2 separate regions of the Mus musculus genome follow, and region 1 is linked to region 2. Evidence: chromatin contacts called from public Hi-C data. All regions are on one chromosome and are shown on one strand. The core of a region is the stretch at or near the end of the contact, and the rest is flanking DNA. Distances in the headings are between cores, read along the strand shown.

What was found. Hi-C and Micro-C count contacts between places; a contact is called where the count stands out from the background.
Region 1: a contact with region 2 is called in a Hi-C map of liver, with 2.9 times the contacts expected there. The contact joins two enhancer-like sites. A contact is called at or near these places in 6 of 484 Hi-C or Micro-C datasets (liver and uterus), 1 of 115 datasets of contacts at active chromatin or transcription factors (hepatocytes) and 1 of 9 other capture datasets (embryonic stem cells).

Annotation. Positions count from the first base shown.
Region 1 is chr8:49,005,055-49,007,754 of GRCm38.p6, reverse strand. It overlaps a transcript of Tenm3 not described here. Among named protein-coding and RNA genes, the nearest start is that of Gm25830, 48 kb to the right of the region's middle. Within about 2 kb of position 1,309, at least 4 of the 459 cell types and tissues checked have an H3K27ac peak or open chromatin away from gene starts, as enhancers often do. A contact at or near this core is called in hepatocytes and liver, where this site is marked.
Region 2 is chr8:48,689,498-48,692,197 of GRCm38.p6, reverse strand. It overlaps a transcript of Tenm3 not described here. Among named protein-coding and RNA genes, the nearest start is that of Tenm3, 16 kb to the right of the region's middle. Within about 2 kb of position 1,392, at least 19 of the 459 cell types and tissues checked have an H3K27ac peak or open chromatin away from gene starts, as enhancers often do. A contact at or near this core is called in hepatocytes and liver, where this site is marked.

The DNA of each region.
Region 1 (2,700 bases), core at 60-2,559, 320 kb before region 2:
AGTAGAGGGAACACCAAGATGAAAGGCCTGATGAAGGGAAATAATTAAAACTTAATGGATGCTTGTTGTATAAGTAGGTGCAAAGGAAAAAAAATGATCATTTTAGGTATTCACAAGGAATTTCTAAAGAGTTTTGTGTCTCATAAGTAATTAATTTGGGGTGGTTAGCACTCATAGGTGACCCCTAAAAGACCGTGGGTCAAGGCTAAGTACCCAGCTCTCTCTTCTGTTATGGTTGATGACTATTTGATACTCCATGGAAGAAAAAGTCACTAAATCCAAGAAAACTAGAGAAGAGCTGACCTCCCCAGAAATGTTCTGTGAATTGATTCAGACTAGTGCCGTGATCTTTGGATTTTTCTCTTTTTCTGAGATCTCTCCTGAAATCCCTCAGGAAGGATTGGCCATGATATATTCTTTTGGGTTGGGGATAGACTGATTAAGACCTTTGGCTGCAGGGTTTCAGAAATCACAAGCACATCTCACCTTAGGTGGTAGCCACACAGGCTTTTCCTCCCACTTCAGCAAAAGTGATGTGTAGACACAGGATTTCAGAGTGGTAGATTTAGCTTTCGGGGCTCCAATCTGCAGTAAGCAACCCTATCTCATCACTGGGAGCTAGTCTCATCTGTGTGCATCAGGCAGGGGATTTGAGCTTGAGCAAGTATTTGCATGTACATTCTGGGTGAGGGAAAGCTCCCCCGTGTTCTTTCTGGTCGTCATTCATTGTCTGGACGGGACAGGAGCATCACACCTTTCCAACCCGGTCATCCTCCATCAATCAGGCTCTTCCTCTTCCCCACCCCCAAAACACTGAATTCCTTAAGGAAGCTCAGAGAAAAGTGGTCGTTCTGACATCATGATCGTGTGAATGGCGTTGTTTTCATTTCATCTGTAGGGTGTTACTTGTTTTGTTTTACATGCTTGGCTGAATATTGCCAACATATGACAGGCACCAGCAGGAAGTCAGCTGTGAAACCGACATTTGTCACAGGTGAGAGCGTAAACATAGACAGGGGTGGGGGTGAGGGAGAACCAATGTTAACACAACAAACATGAAAATTAAGACAAAAAGAGAGAGAGACTAGAGTGAGGCCTTGATTGGTTGAGTATCGTGTGTCTCTTATCTGACCTGCCAGACTCTGGCTGGAAGAAGCTCACTCTAACTATATAAATGTTCTTCAGCCTTTCGCATGATCATCTGAGATCTCTGAGCTCACGAAACCAAAACAGAGGCTGTTAGAGAGCTGGCAGACTCTAAGCTGGTTAAAGATAAAACTCTCCGGGTTGAGGGAAAGGCTCGGTTGGGAAAGTGCTGGCCCTCCAGCAGTGGAGATCAAAGTTCAAGCCCCAGGATGCCAGCCAAAATGCTAGGCATAGGGGTGTTGACTTTTCAGCCAACCTGTGCAGATCTTGTCTGCTGGACCAGGGAATATGAGGATCTAAAAGAACAGGGTGAAGTACGGTCTGATGCTTAGACAAACTCACTTCAGTTTCAGTGTTCTTTCACACACACACACACACACACACACACATATGTGACAAAGGAAGTAAGAATCCAAGGAAGGTTATGTGAGTTCAGACAAACATGGTCAGAAAAAAAAAAAAAAAACATGTAAATAAATATAGGTTAGCATATACTAAATATCAACAGAGCAGCCCTTCCCCAGAACTTTCTCAGAACAGACCAATTTTAATACAATTACCTGGCAAGTACTCTAAATTATATCTGGGAAAACACAGAGGCAAAGCAGAAGGCCATATCCTGATTCAGGATATAATGACCAGAGTGGGCACTATAGCTATTTTCTGACATCCAACAAGAATAAACATGTCTTGTCAATTGAAGGCACATGCTTAACACAGGAGACATGAAATCACATCCAAAAGCAATCCAAGGAACAAAGTGCTCCTGAGGTAAAAGGCCCTCTGCCCTTTCTCCAGAGCCTCTCCCACAGTTCCCCAAAGCATCATTCACCATCCATCATTCTTTTCACCGTGTTCCAACCGGGGCCCAAAAGATGACCATCCCAGCAGTGAGGAGACAGAAGTTGGGGTTCCCAGGCTAGGAGGCCTAGCCTAATTGGTAAGCTCCAGGCCAATGGAAATACCTGTCACCAAGGAGGCTTCCTAAGGATGACAACCAAAATGTCCTCTGGTTTCCATGCACTGTGTGCACACTTATGTGCACCTGGCTATGCGTGAGTAAGTGCACATAGCCATAATCACACATAAAAATGATCGAAAATCAAATTCTCCCATTTAAGGATCTTAAATTCTATTCAATGTTCATAGTCACTAAGTGAGTTGTGAAATTTAATTGCAAGCCTATAAACATAAACTCAATTGCATAGCTAAGTGGATCACACAGCAGAGAAATAAATATATGGCTGTTTTTGTTCAGTCCTGTCAGGGTACCACACCATCATCTGACCTGGCACAAAATAACTAACAACAGCCAACACACACATGTTTAAATTTCTCTGATTATCTCCAAAAGTAAAACGCCGTTGTGTTCTTAATTCGTTAAGTTGGGATCACATAAGTGTCTCACAACCCACTTTCTCCCATGTGTCCTCTGAGCTTCAATACCCTTCCCTTTTAAATGGTAGTTATTTGTTGATGAGATCCAAAAACATAAATCAAGGCAGGACAGTCATTGGAGTTTTGTCTAACATTCTGTCATCTCATCGGCTACTT
Region 2 (2,700 bases), core at 143-2,642:
GGTTTTCAAGTTGTATCCACTAGGAAGGCTCTGTAGATAAAGGATGAGAGGGAAAGGCATTAGGTACATTAGTTGAAATTGGCATCATGATGCCAAACTGTAATAAGCCTTAAGGGAGCTCACTGTTGAATCTACTCAATTGAATGCTGCAATTTCCCATAACAATTTAAAAGGCCTGCAGGCATGCTAAAGTCATAGCTGGATCTTTCAGTTAACACTCTGTAACATGACCCCAAAGCCTCATTTACATCACAGCAATTAAAATATATTCCACATTACATGCTTGCTACCATGTACTAGAGAAATAATTCGACCAAGTGCTGTGTTTTCCAAAACACAGTCATGAAAAATCAGAGAATTCACAATTTCTTCTCTCCAAAGTGATATTTTCATAGCGTACATGATTACTGGGGGTCATGTGTTTATGAAGGGGCAGAGGGCAGAGCAGGAGAAGAAGATGCAGTCAAGATGCCTGATAGTTAGTAGTCAAGACTATTTGGTGGCCCACGTGAAATTAGGTTCGTGGTCTTCGTCTGCTCCATAGGTGACAGGTGTCCAATATGCAAAATTATTACAGCAATCAGTGCTAATTGGCCCCCTACATGTAACCAGAAAGTAGAGGGACCAAAAATTAAATGAGTATTAAAATAATTCACCTCCTACCTGCAGAAATGCTATCTCTAGACAGGGGTAGAAACCTCCACAGAGCCCATTTAGGAAGCTGAGGGAAATTTTCAATGGCGCCCAACCTTGGAAGGAATTATTTGTACAAATTAGAGTCCTTCACCAGTGCTACTGCAAATTTAATTAAAATCTCTCAGCATATAGATTATTAACTGACAGGACATCTATTTATTTGTCTGGTTGTTGGTTGGTTTTGTTTTCTCAGAACAGGGTTTCTCTGAATTCCTTTGTAGACCAGGCTGGCCTCGAACTCACAAGGATCCACCAGCCTCTGCTTCCCAAGTGGTGCGATTAAAGGCATGCGCCACCACGCCTGGGTAGCATGCCCATTTTTAATGAGATGAGCAGCAAATTAAATTTATCTGACAGCAAAGCCACCATGGCCAGAATGGGATCCTATCTTCTAGACAATTGCTGGTGCACTTTGGCAATGCCTTTCCAACTGCAGAAACACAGACAAAATTGACTCACTTCTCACTGTTGTGGTGGCTTTATATTTATCGAGTAGCCACAACTTAGCAGATTACCTTGAGAGTGTGGTTTGTTTGCTTGTTTGTTTTTTTTAAAACAATTGTCTGAACACGTCGCCCTGGTATTAAGCAGTGGCAGAAGTCCAGCTTTGACACTTGGCAGGCAGGCAGGCAGCCGGAGAACCAAGTGTGCTGACTTTCTCTGTGCGTCTACTGGAACACTCTTGCCTGCACTGCCCTTTTGTGGTCAGGAAGAGCGGTGAAAGAATCCTGCTTCAGCAGACATCTGAGAAGGCACCAGCTTCAGCTGCTGCCCAGCTCCACTTTAACTCTCTGCCTTGCTTTATAACTGCCATTAGTGGAAACATGGGAGTGAATTTAATGGCTTTTCTTGCTCCCAAGCCTTTGTGCTCATTATTGAAAGGGCTTCCTTTGTGCCGACAAAGTCCCCTCCTAGGCACCCACTTGAGCAACAACGTGGGACAGCCTGAATTACAGCCCCCAGCCCCTCAGCAAGTGTCTCTGACCCAAGTTGAGCCATGTCTACCGACCTTCTAAAAATGTCTGAATTATGCACTTATCTATCTTTCTGATGTAAAACATCCAAGAAATCCAGGGCCAAGTGATTGAATGCACGTTTCCTATTTTTACTTAACTAACTGGCAGCATTTAGACGGAGCCAAAGTGCTCAGTGTGCGATGCATACACACTTTACGATGTATGACTAAACTTAAGATGTCAAAACATTGAATTAGGTGAGACTACACCTCGGGAAGCATATTTATAGTCCTTGATACGGTTACATTTCAGTTTGCTTAAAAACAAATAGTAAACACTGGTGGTGTAAAATATTACAGGAAACCTCCATGTGCAGCCAACTTCCCAGGCTGACTGTAACAACATTGGTCCCAAGTCTCATGATGTTAGAAGCTAAATCTAACCCCAAGTAGCCTATGGCATCTTCACAGCGCACCAAGAGGGTCTGTTTCTTTTTCAGTGTGTATATGTGTCTATGGACGTTCATGTGTATGCAGGGACACATGTGTCTATCTATATAGTCTATATGTCCATGTGTGTGCATGGATATAAAGCCCAGAAGTCAACCTCAGATGTTATCATCAAGAACCCTTTGAGGTAGGATCTCTCACTAAACCCTGAGTCCACCAGTTAGTCCAGACGCCCACTAGTTAGCAAACCCCATGGGTTCCACTGGCTTCATTCCCTAGCACTGGGACGACAAGCTTGGGCCACGATACCCAGCGGTTTTATGTGTATTCTGGGACTCGAACCCAAGTCCCCTTCCTTATAAGCAAGCAATTTGCCAGCAGTTCCCAAGAGGGGTTCCTTCAGATTTTTTGTGGCCACTTAGGCTCTCAGACTGAATCCAAAGTCCTTTTGAAACCCTGGAGCAACTCTACCATGGGCTTTTCCATTCCCTTAGAGATACTCACTTCAAGGAGGAAAAGTGTTTTGAGGGAATCTGTTCATATATATCTTTCTTCCACTGGACCTCATTACATTGAGGGACTATGTTCCATTCAACACT